Regions from separate parts of the Mus musculus genome. Here regions 1 and 3 are each linked to region 2. Evidence: chromatin contacts called from public HiChIP or PLAC-seq data. All regions are on one chromosome and are shown on one strand. The core of a region is the stretch at or near the end of the contact, and the rest is flanking DNA. Distances in the headings are between cores, read along the strand shown. Region 1 has its middle 31 kb from the start of Slc38a2. Region 2 has its middle 24 kb from the start of Gm33149. Region 3 overlaps Gm32564 (a long non-coding RNA gene).

The links. HiChIP or PLAC-seq counts read pairs in DNA pulled down with a chosen protein or histone mark.
Region 1: a contact with region 2 is called in a CTCF HiChIP or PLAC-seq map of the NIH/3T3 cell line, with 13 read pairs. The contact joins two enhancer-like sites. A contact is called at or near these places in 1 of 15 datasets of contacts at CTCF or cohesin (the NIH/3T3 cell line), 1 of 484 Hi-C or Micro-C datasets (embryonic stem cells) and 2 of 115 datasets of contacts at active chromatin or transcription factors (cardiomyocytes and embryonic stem cells).
Region 3: a CTCF HiChIP or PLAC-seq map of the NIH/3T3 cell line shows a contact between it and region 2, with 5 read pairs. The contact joins two enhancer-like sites. A contact is called at or near these places in 1 of 15 datasets of contacts at CTCF or cohesin (the NIH/3T3 cell line), 6 of 484 Hi-C or Micro-C datasets (the HPC-7 cell line, embryonic stem cells and nephron progenitors), 1 of 115 datasets of contacts at active chromatin or transcription factors (the NIH/3T3 cell line) and 1 of 9 other capture datasets (embryonic stem cells).

Annotation. Positions count from the first base shown.
Region 1 is chr15:96,728,793-96,732,910 of GRCm38.p6, reverse strand. No RefSeq gene overlaps it. Among named protein-coding and RNA genes, the nearest start is that of Slc38a2, 31 kb to the right of the region's middle. Within about 2 kb of position 2,325, at least 58 of the 459 cell types and tissues checked have an H3K27ac peak or open chromatin away from gene starts, as enhancers often do. A contact at or near this core is called in the NIH/3T3 cell line, where this site is marked.
Region 2 is chr15:97,137,044-97,141,045 of GRCm38.p6, reverse strand. No RefSeq gene overlaps it. Among named protein-coding and RNA genes, the nearest start is that of Gm33149, 24 kb to the left of the region's middle. Within about 2 kb of position 2,530, at least 11 of the 459 cell types and tissues checked have an H3K27ac peak or open chromatin away from gene starts, as enhancers often do. A contact at or near this core is called in the NIH/3T3 cell line, where this site is marked.
Region 3 is chr15:96,829,138-96,833,268 of GRCm38.p6, reverse strand. It overlaps Gm32564 (a long non-coding RNA gene), which reads right to left. Exons shown (of 3, transcript XR_384399.2): 2 at 3,678-3,789; 3 at 1-235. Among named protein-coding and RNA genes, the nearest start is that of Gm32677, 7.3 kb to the left of the region's middle. Within about 2 kb of position 2,493, at least 59 of the 459 cell types and tissues checked have an H3K27ac peak or open chromatin away from gene starts, as enhancers often do. A contact at or near this core is called in the NIH/3T3 cell line, where this site is marked.

The DNA of each region.
Region 1 (4,118 bases), core at 1,076-3,575, 410 kb after region 2:
ACATTTGTGTTTGGGACAACACCCCAGTTTATAGACTGAGGAGGGGGATAACCGTATGCAGGAAGGGGCAAGCAATCTAAACTAAATCCTGAGCCCAAAGCCTTCTTTCAAATAGAAGCCTTTTTAAATGATGTATTTACTTATTTTATATGCATGGGTGTTTTGCCTGCAAGTGTGTCTGTGTAAGGGTGTTGGATCCCCTGGAACTGTAGTTAGGGACAGTTGTGAGCTGCCACGTGGATGCTGGGAGTTGAATCCTGGTTCTCTAGAAGAGTAGTCAGTGCTCTGGACCACTGAGCCACCTCTCTAGGCCCCAGATAGAAAGAAGTATTGAAGGCAGGACAATCAGCTCTTCTCTCAAAGTTCTGGCATGATAATCAATCCTGAAGATCACCCAGAATACCGTGGGGTCCTGAGAAAGGCATCACTGGAATGGTTGACTCACTCCTGTCCACTGACTATGGGCGTGGGTTCCAATCCCATCAATGGCCAGTGGATGACTACCCCTGACGTTCCCCTGGTCTCTCTCCCTCTCACATTCACAGCTCTCTCCTCTGGTATCCTGGCCACCAGGATGGATTTTCATTCATACAGAATACCCGTTTTATTGTCTTGCCCCCAGAGAGAAAGATCCAGATGTCTGTGGATGGAGGTGGGAAGGGGAAAGTTACTTGCAATTACCTGGTGTCAGGAGAGGCCACTTAGATCTCGGTGGTTGGTGTTGCTGCGAACTTTTCCTGCCTAAGTTAAACAGAACCAGCTCCTTCTCCATTCTTCTCTGTCCAGTGATTCAGAGATGTGGCGCTGCCTCCAGAAAGCTTCTTCAGCGGCCATGCCAACCTAGAAAAGTAGCACTCCAACCTCCTTAAGCTTTAGCTTTTGGTGGAGGTCATATTAGCCGTCGTCAGTATTACTTCTCCTGGCATAGTCTCTCCCACCCCCACCAGCCACACTGGAACTTTGTGATCCCGCATAGGGCATCCAGATTCACCAACGCTCCCCAGAAGGTGTCTAGCATAGGTAGGCTGGGCTGCAGGAATGCAGTTGCGGGTGTGCATGAGTCTGTCACAAAGCTCTCAGCTGAAACGTGGACGGAACCCAGTTCTGGAACTGTGGTCTCGGACAGCTTCTGACTCCTGTGACTTCTACCGTCTCCCATCCCCCCATACACACACACACACACACACACACACACACACACACACACACACACAGAGCCCGCAGGTAGGATTTGGTCAGGCTTGAATTCTGTCTTTCCTGCACTCTTTCCTGTCCCCTCAGGGTTTCCTTCCCCCATGTCCACCTCCCCACCTCTAACTGGCTTCCAGTTCAAGCCGGTGCTTCCTCCTCCATCATCCGCCCTTCGCATGTGTCCCCACCTTCGTGCCTTTTCCTCGGCCCTCATAACAGCTTTGATCTCTGCTTCACAAAACAGTTTTAAGGGTCTTGAAGGGGCTTTTAGATCTTAGGGATTCAGCATCTTGGCTAAGAACCATAGTCTAGAGAAAACCAACGTACATTCAAACTTTAGCATCGCCATCAAAACTGTGCATTTAAAGCCCTCCACTTATGACGCGCTTCTTGTGTTATAGCCCCCTGTTTACATACCTGTTTCCCTGACCGGAATAAAAGAGCAGGTAGCTATCATGTGTTTACAAAACAAAAAGGAGGAAAAACTCTTTGCATATAGCATCCTGGTGGCACGCACTGGATTCTAAAACTTATCAGCTGACCACTGTGCAATGCAAAATCCACTTGTCAAGTTAGTGCAGAACCTTGTTAATGCAAATATCAGTCACTTCAATAATAATCCCACCATTTTGTCACATCTGATATGACAGCTCCTACCATTTACACCACTGTGTATTTTGTTCATAGTATTTTGGGGACAGGATTTCATGAAGCCCAGACCCGCCGCAGACTTGCCATGTAGCTGAGGTTGGACTTGAACTTATGATCTTCCTACTCCAAAGTGCTGAATACAGATGCACACCCATGTCTTGTTTTGCTTATAAACTCTTTACCAAAGATCCCTCCATCAGCAAACACAGTGGCCACTAAACTCCCCAAAGATGTGTGGTTATTCTGAGTTCAGACCTGTCCTCTCAATTGTGTGACGTTTCCTGAGTCCCCAGTCTAGTCTCAGGAGACCATGAAGTTTCCTTTTTCACTCTCTTGGGTTGCAGCCATGATGCAGAAATGCTTACACCGCATTCCCAAGTGGTTGCGGAGGGATGGGTGAGGCTCTGCCCGTGAGTCCTTCTGGCCACCGCTGCTGGCTGCCAGATACACTTGTATCTTGTTCTGTTCCTGCTGCTATAATGAAGTCCCTGAGTCTGGGTGATGCGTACACAGCAGAATGTGTCTCTCACAGATGTGTAGGCTGGGACGGCCAGGACCGAGGGGCCAAAAGATTAATAACTGTCGAAGACTCACCCTGCTCCCTAAATAACACCTTCTTGCAGTGTACCCACATAACAAAGGAGTCCCCAGTGCCTTATAAAGAAGAGCAGAGGCCCCACAACCTAACTATGTCCTAAGTGCCTCATCTCCTATAGCATCACATGGGAATTCAGAAGGAACAACAGTTGAGCCATTGAATGGTTGTTTAATTCTCTCACTTTTTTTCAAACAGGATCCCTACCCCAGCCAACCTTGAGCCTCTGACCCTCCTGTCTTTACCTGCTGAGTACCGAGCTGAGAGGCATCTGCTACCATGCCCTGTTTATATAGCACCGGGGATGAAACCCAGGGTTCGTGCACGCTTGGCAAGCTACATCTCCAGCCTGAGCTATTCTGAGAAGGAACGCGATCTTGCACCTCCAGCCCAGGCAAGCTCCCAAGCCACAGGAATGGCCCAGCAGTCGTCATGCGGAGAATTGTCTGCCCCAGGCCAACCAACCCACAGAATCCAGCTCAGACACTGGTCTTTAAACCACTGTGCATTGACCGTTGATCGTTACACAACAACAGATAATGTAAGAAAGACAGTAAGATATACCAGAGTGATAAAAACTGAAAGAAAAGGAATGAAAATAAATACATAATTCATACTCTGAAATTTGGTAATTCTTGACACAAAATTCCTTTATCTTGTGTCTAGGAATAGGTACAGACAAACATCTCTGCCACTCAACAGCTTTCCTTGATCTTCTGATGCTCCTGTCTTTATCACTGAGTACTGAGCTACCGTGCCCAGAGATGAAACCCAGGGTTCATAGAAGATGCTGTCTTAACCTGACAGGGTCTAATGTGGGCAGGCAAGCATTGGGCATCCGGGTTAGGCCTCCTGTGCCACAGGCACAATGCTAACCAAGAAGGTTTTGTTTAGACAACAACAACAACAAAAAAGCAAAATGTGATCCTGAGGAGGAGATGGGAACATAAATCACTGTTGGCCACTCATCCCTGGAACTGGAACTGTGTGAGGCTTAAAATATAAACAGAGCCTTGGAGCTTTAGCTAGACTCGTGATTTTTATCATCACATTCTCAAGTCCGTTAAAATACATTAGACAGCTGAAGAGGCAGTGGTCTTACAAAGGTAGAGTACTGCCACGGGCCTGGCCATTTCTATCTCAAGGCTTCCCTAGACTGCCTGACCCGCCTTTCTCATTTGGTCATGTGGCCTCCTCGTTCTTTACAGACTTCTGCTTTTTTCACGTAGCCACGCGAAAGTTCTTAAACTCTCGGCTTACCAAAACCCCTAAAGAATATTCCCACCTTTTAAGATCTTTGAAGTTAGACTCATATTGTATAGCTTCCTGTCTTTTATTATCAGTAAACATCTGTCGACTGAAGAACCAACACTCTAGAAGCCCTGCAGGAAGTGGTCCAGCTGTCCAGAACTGATTAAAACTATGTTTTCTACCGCCCAGACTATGAAAACTCAACCTGAAATTCGTACATAATAAAGCACTCAGGAAAAGGCGCCATGTTCTCCCTGCAGGCAAACTAGGGGCACACCCATCGCTGTGTCTGGGGTGGCATTTTATGTTTGTGTCTGTTTAGGGCCATGTTGAATATTCCTACCAGTGTGGGCACTGTGCTTATTGACACTGCATAGAGCCTCTCCACGCTGGACCCTGAGCCTCTCCTCGCATGAAGGGGCAATTGTTG
Region 2 (4,002 bases), core at 1,281-3,780:
ATGTCTCTGCCTGCAGATCTGGCAAACGTTACCTGAAAGTCTTTGGGAGCTGGGGACATCATTCAGCTGTAATGTGCTTGCTTCCCAGTCAGGAAGTCGCAGGTTCAACTCCCCACAGGGCATAAACTGGGCGTGACAGCCCCTGTCTATAATAACTACCAGCACTTGGGAGGTAAAGGCAGGAGGGTCGGAAGCTCAAGGTCACCCTCGGCTACACAGCAAGTTGGAGGCTAGCCTGGGCTACACAAGACCCCATCTCCTGTGCTGGGTCCTCTATTCTATTAGGATATTCTATTAGGATAGAAGAAAAAGAAATTATATAGTTTAGAAATGTATAGATACATAAAGGAAGAGCACGAAGGAGGATTAAGTGAAGGCTTAATTTTATATTTTTATTAAGTGGAAGTTAATTTTATATTTTATAAATATAAATATACATTTATTATATATATATAAATATAATTACATATACATAGATTTTATATTTATAAAAATTTAAAAAATTTCTTGGGTTTGCTCATAACTTTTTTTTTAATTTTACCTTTTCCAAAACTATTTTGCTATTTTTAATTGGTTATAACAGATAGCCATTTATAATCATAACAAGTATGTATTTGATTATGTGTATATCATATATATGCTTACAGCTACAGAATGCTTATGTGTAAGTAAAATGAACTGTGCACACGATTTAAGGACAGAGGGGGGAATTAATATTTCACTGTTATAATGTCATTGTGGTGGTCTGAATATGCTTTGTCAATGGGAAGTGGCACTATTAGAAGGTGTGGCCTTGTTAGAGGAAGTGTGGCCTTGTTAGAGGAAGTGTGTCACTGTGGAGGTGGGTCTTTGAGGTCTCAAATATATGCTTAAGTCTGGCTGGTGTGATCTAGAGTCTCCTCCTGGCTGCCTTCTGATCAAGACGTAGAACTCTCTGCTCCACCAGCACCATGCCTACCTGGATGCTACTGTGCTCCCTGCATTGATGATAATGGACTGAATCTCAGAACCTGTAAGTCAGCCCCAATGAAATGTCCTTATAAGAATTGCCTTGGTCACGGTGTCTCTTCACAGCAACAGATACCCTAACCGAGATAGTCATCAAATATCATGACTTGGTACAGTCTCACTTGAAAATGGACTTATGGCTTGATCCTTGTGTGTTCCAGTGCACACATTTAAAAGGTGTAGGGATGGGGTGTGTGTAAAATGATATGCTAAGAAAAGAAAGAAAATACATGTATATAAAATGCTCAGTTAAAACACAACACCAGGAATGTGCACTGGGAATTCCAGCCCTCGGGGGGATTGCAACAGGTTCTGGCTAGTACCATCTATCTTGCAAGTTCTCTGTGGCTTTGAGCTCTGTTTAAAAATAAAAGGCAACAATGACAATAAAAAAGCATTTTAAATTCACAATAAATGAAGTCAAGTAAAAGCTAAAATAAAATAGGAACAAAGTACGCAGAAACCAATAATGAACTCAGTAAATACTGAGTGACTCGTGTGTCAGTGTTCTGAATATACCTACTAAAATGCTGGCCCGTGGAGGAGAAAAGATCCCATGACCTTGTGAGCAAGTGGGGGTGGGGTGGGTGTGGGGAGGGGGTGTGGGAGAAGTCAGAGTGGAGCAAAGTGGGGTGGACTTGAGCAAAGTCACATTGTATGCACGTACAAGAGTCTTGAACACAAAAGGGCCATGTGTCAGATTTGGTGGAACCTTTGTTATGGGAGGAGCTGGGGGAAGGGAGTGGATATGTTAAAGACACTGTAAGAAATTCTCAGAGAATAAGAAACATCGTTTAAAATTAAAAACAAACACCGCTGCTAACATCCTGATCAACAGTGAAAAACTAGAAGCTTTCCACATGGATCAGGAGCAAGGAAAGGACTTCTTAAATAACACTCCTTCTCAGCATCTTACGGGAGTTTTAGTTAACTCGCTGGGACAGCAAATCAGTCAAAGGCTAAGGTACTGAGAAGGACAAAAGTCCATTCACAGACGACACAGCATCCACATAGAAAAGTCAAGGCATGGGGTATTGTAACTCAGCGAAAGAAACTCGTCTTTACACAGAAGACCGTGGGCTCAATCCCAACACAAACAAACAAACAAACAAAACCAACCAACCAACAAAACGTCAGGCAGGAGGAAGGAGGAGACAGGAAAAAAGGAGGGGAGGAGAAGGAAAAGAGAAAGAAAAGGAGAAGAGAATTCCAGGAGGGACTTTCCTATTTAATTTGAGGAATGTTAATAACCCTAGTATCTCCATTATTGATAATGAGATCCTGTTAGTCAATCAGGCATCTTCTAAATTCAGCGCTTCCTAATCGATACCAGCTAAATGAGCAAGGCAAGTCAATGACTGACGCTGCTGTTTCACGGCAGTCAGAATCTGCTGAGTAACTTATTCTACCTAATAACTGCAGCTCATGGTAACTGAGAACTTGGGAAGTGCCAAGAATAGGGCTAGTATTTGCGGTGGTTTGGATAAGAATGGCTCATATACTTGCATGCTTAGTCACCAGGGAGTGGCACTCTTCCATAGGATTAGAAGGTATGGCTTTGTTGGAGGAAGTGTGGTATTGTGGGTGTGCCTTGGGGTTTCAAAAACCATGCCAGGTTCTGTCTCTCTCTCTCTCTCTCTCTCCCTGCTTCCCTCTGTGTGAGTGTGTGCTTGTGAAACAGAGTGTGACTCTCGGCTACTGCTTCAGCTCCATGTGTGCCACAATGCTTCCTGCCATGATGATAATGAACTAATCTCTCTGAAACTGTAAGCCAGACCCCAATTCAATACTTCCTTTTGTAAGAGTTGCCTTGGTCATGGTGTCTCTTCCCAGCAAAAGAACATTGACTAAGACAGTCTCATCAGTAGTACTAGCAAGTGCAGCTTATCTGTTGAGGAAACAGAGATTACTAGGGGTGAAATAAACAATAGAAAGACACAGGTCCAACACTGGTGGGACAGGATGTAGAGGAATTTTAATCCAGGAACATGGCTGCTCTAATCACATCCAAAGACCTAGGTCTGTGTGATCTATTGGAATTTAATGTCACATGCCTTTCATCCCCCTGGCTGGAATATAGACATGCCTTTACTACACACCATTAAGGTAAGGTTAGTTTATAGAAGGAAGCAGCCATGTTTGAAAGTGATTTCTAATCGAGGGGCAGACAAAGTGATGGATCAGAGAAGGACTTGGCAGAGTCAGAGAAGGGATATGCCCATTTCTCGTGAGAACAGACAGGAAAGAGCTAGCTCAAGAGGGGAGCATGGAAAAGAGGGGGAGAGAGGCAGTTTTTACGGGGACAGTTTTACAGAGACAGGTTCCAGATGAAGACAGAAGGAGCCAGAGAAGGATCCAGAAGATTAGAACAGATTGCCAGAGTTAGTTTGAGGCCAAGCAGAGCAATTTAGTGAGAAGCCAAGAGAAGCCAGATTGAATCAGTCATCTTGGAGGGGAGTTTGAGCCAGAGCAGTTGAGTTGAACCAGCCAGCCAGAGTTCAGAAAGGGCAAGCTTACTCATCAGCCAGCCTCTAAGATGACAATCACACCAGGGATGTACAAGTGACTGTTACAGCAGGGATTTGAGTTCTGGCACGTGATGCCTGGATCCGTTTGTAAGCCTGTCTTCACACAGCTTCAACACAGTAGTAGGAGCCCAGCAACCTCTGCATCACATAGGTAAAGCTTTCTATTCCAGTGACCATCGAATGGTCCTGTGAAAGAGATGCCCGTTCAGCTCCTATAACCTTCTGTTCAAGAATGACTCGCACTTTGCATACTCGGATTACCTAGAAAAATCCAGAACGTTAGAGAAAAGTGATGAACTAATCTGCCTAAGTTGATTTGAAAATGAGGGTAAAGAATGTGATTTTTTTCATGCTTTACATTTATATTTAAATCTGTGGCCAACTTTGAGTCTCTTTCTTTTTTCCTCTACTTCTCTTTCCTCATATTCCTGCCTCCTCTTTTGAGATAAGGTCTCCTTCTATAGCC
Region 3 (4,131 bases), core at 1,244-3,743, 310 kb after region 2:
AGAATTTTGCTTTGCTCTCTTTTTTTTCTGACTGTAAATAGAGAGGAGCACAAAATTAAGTGGTTATTGCACATGAAATAATTATGTTTGTCTCGGGGTTGCTATTGACTGAAGGCAGAGAGGCGAAGGTCATCTTCCGCTCACCAGCGGGCTCCTCTGTCAATAACGGAAGGAGGTTCGCGGAGCTCAGCACATCCCTTCCTATCTGGCAGAATCCAGTTAAGTCCCAGAATTCCTATATGGAAAGAAGGAAGGAAATGTAGGTGTCAGTCAGCACTTTCACAGAGTCATTCTACAATGCAAGAGTCATCCCTTGCCTTCCAGGAGACAAGCCCACCACCCTGACCCGCCACAGAACCACTGTGGGAGGGGGGGTTAGCACACACGGGGGTGGGATCATTCCCCCGCCCTCCAGGCTGGATCCCACTCTCTTCACCTGAAGAACTGAGTCCTTAGACAGCAACAGCCACACTGAGCGAAAAGGGGGTAGGGCCTGAGAGCCATCTTCTCAACCAGGAGATAAAAGTCACATTTGCAGAAAAGGCAAGCGTGGCTCTGTCAACCAAACAGACCGCTCACTTCTGACCTCCTGAGCCAACACTCTCTCATCAGGAGGGCTCGTGGCTCTAGGTCAACAAACTGTGGAGAGGTCTGTCTGCAGGCAAGTGGAGACAGCTCGCTGAGAGCGAGGTGTGTGAGGGAGATGATGAAATGGACATACTTTCCTGATTAATTCATGAGGAGGAAACTGTGTGGACCCAAGCGGGCGTTTTAACCCTTCTGGTTGCAATATCAAGCATGCGGGGATGCCACTGTGGCAATTTCTCCCACTGCTGACCCGTTCCGCACCTGAACACTTCTTACACTAGTCCTTGGATTTGTCACAAGACTTGGTAGACACACGGTCCTTTTGCATACGGCAAGGCCCACATTTAGGCATCCTTCATTATTTTTGTTTAAGCATGTCGAGTCAAGGAGGTTGTATTCTGTGCCACAACCTGTCACTGACAGCTGAGGGTCATTTCTGGGACCCGTGGGAAGGTGGGTAGTCTTGTCACGGATGACTCTGGAAGGGAGTATAAATTCATTCGTGTGGATCGCCGCAGGATCGAGCTTTTCCAGCTTCGCCCAAGCCGTGGTGACACACACACACCCTTGGTGACCCCACCACCTTCCCTTGGCTTCAGACTGCCCTCTGTTCACTTCAGCCTGATTTGGTCTGGATAAACATGTTGGACTAAAGGCAAGAATTGGGTGTGGGGTGTTGTTTCCTATTTTTTTCTTCAAATGAGTTCAAATGTCTTGAAGGGTTAGCATAGCTTATGTTTATGTATAGGAGTCATAATGACTTGTGACTTTTGTTCACGGCTAAAAGGAGTATAGGAGTGGGTAGAGATAGGACACCCTAAGTCCTTAGCATATACACAGTGAGTCTTCTCACTGGCCCCCACTGTAAAGAAAAAGCAAAATAAATAAGTAAATAAGTAAATAAATAAGTAAATATTTATTTATTTATTTATTTATTTATTTATTTATTTATTTATTGCTTAGCCATTGTTAGTTGTGTCACCTGGAGTAATTTACTTCGACTCCCTGTGCCTGAGTTCCATCATGTATAAACTTGAGATAACATTACACCCGCTAAGACAAGCAAATCAGTGCTCATAAGAACCTACAGTAGAACCTAGAAATGTGTGTTTAATAAATACCCTCTGCTCTATTATCACAGCTGTCGCCAACACTCAGACAAGTGGAACAAGTGCTTCTTGCTCATGAACTGCGGCGTGCTACACAAGGGGATGGTGGGACACAGCTTCCCTCACAGGTGACAGAGAAGGGGGCTGGGCAGCTGTCTCCATGGCAAACGTCACTCATCTTTATACAAACACGTGTCTATGGTCATGTTGTACTAAAACACTCCAAGATTGGAAGCCCAGCCTTCCGGTGCGTCCCGCTTTTGGTTTTTAGGAACCTGGAGCAAGCCTGTCACATGGTCATCTCCCTGTGCGGTGTGAATAGCAATCTCACCAAGATGGCTGTAAAGAATAACATACCTACGCTCATCTTTGCGTTGTGCATTTTACAGCACATCGTGCATTCCTTGAAAGCATGATATCCTAAGCAGCTTTGCAATCCTAAACATTTTTCTCATCTTAATATCACCAGGGCTGGGAGAGGAGGTAGGGAAGGTAGGTCATTTCTGATTTCTTTCTAGAGTTTTGTGCTGGCCATGGAATTAGAGCCACGTGGGCCAGAAGATCCATGGGAAAATGTGTTCAGAAAAAAGAGCCCTGAGCTCGGAGGTTTAGGGTTCTGGCCTGACTCTCCTGTGGGCACTTCGCAGGGCGTGGTCTGGGCAAATCGTCTCCACTGTCCTGGCAGCCAGTTTCCTTCCTGTAAAATGCACATTTGAGCATCTCCTCCCTCTGGTTCCATAACTCAAGCCGCCATGCCTCCGTTTGCATGAGTCCATGAGTCACTAAAACCTGGCAGCTTTCAGAAGGTTATTTAATAAGCAAAATGTCTCATAAGCATTCAACAGAGCTTGGCTCCGGTTCCCAAAACATTGCAAACTGTGTTTGAGCAAAGACTTCAAACTTAAGAAAAACTGTTTCTTGCTTCTGCAGGGCGCAAAGCTGTGAGCCATGTTTAGACGCTTGGGCACGTGCGTGCTTACACTTTGGGGTGCTCAGCGGAGAAGGGTAGTGCCTCTTTCAAGATGGAAGGGAAGCCGAAGAGGACACTGCGTCAGTATGACACGTTTAGTATTTCACATTGTTTTTTTTTAATGGTTTGGCTGTGTTGCTCCTTCATCTGTCACTTGGTCAGTGTGGCCACTTGGCAAAACAGTGAAGTTATTGTGTTATATATTATCATGGTTCCCATTTTACAAACGAATGTCCCGGGACAGATAAGTCGCATGTCTTTTCTTGGTGCTGACTTTCCTCAAATATGGATCTTCTGTGCTCAGATGAGGCTTGACCGGATCTAGGGGTGGCCTCTGTACTGAAGTCCTGGGCACGGTGCCACCCGCCTGCGTGTCACGGAAAGGCAAATCAGTAACGTGCCGAGAACAAAACGCTCCCCTGCCAACCACCAAGCCACTGTCTGTGGCCAAGGACAGAACTGAAGTGGTTCAGCCCTTTTAAAGGACCTCTCTGGAAAACAGCAAGTTTCTAGATAGAAAGAATAACCTTACCGAGAGCTGGATCCAGCCCTGCCTCCCAGGGCCTGAGGTCTCTCGTCCTGAATGTCTTTCCTGTGACTCAGTGGCCACGTTGGGAGGGTGGCGGAGGACATGCTCACTGGGGCTCTCTTTCTATCCTAAAGTTTTAGTCATAACTTGGTTTATTGAAAAGGGAGGAGAGAGGAATTCGTGCCCTAGAGAGAAAAAAATCTTGCAAGGTACTAGATGTTTTATATCCTTAGGGATAATTTGGGGGATATGAGAGTTGTGGCCTTTTCCATTCAGAGACCAAGGAGTCACCAACCTCAGTTTGCACGTGCAGGCTTCTGAAAACAAAGTTCTGTGTAACCGACACCTCAAGTCCTTACTGGAAACAAAGCCCCTCTCTACACAGAGCTTTTGCCAGCAGGTTGCAAAGGAAAGAATCCCACAGAGATTGCCACCACGGGGACTCCCGCCTGCAGTTGTCAAACCTTCACACATCTCTTACCCACGGCCTCTCGCTTTTCCTCCATGCCACTTGGCAGAAACAGCTACCCAGCAGTCCACACCATCCCTTTTCCAGTTCTTTGAGACCAACATTGTCACTTTTTCTCAGGTTACTGAAATAAAATAAACACAGATCTGACTACTGGCTCCTTTTCTTCAAGAGTGGAAAGTATCCTGTCTGTCACATGTACTACGGCGCCTAATATTGGTCTACCCATTCCAAGGACCCACTGCAGGCAATCCATCCTGTTGGGTATAGGAAATCTAAGCAAATCACAACCCCAGTTTCCAAAAGATCAAGTCCAAGGAGTAGTTCTTGACAGTAGAGGATGGGTCATGGTGCAGTGATCACAAGTCTTCCAATTGCCACTGAGAATCAGTCTTGGTTTGGGTGTCTTGTTTTGTTTTTGGTTTTGGTTGGTTGGTTTGGTTTTTACACCTAACATAGCATAGGA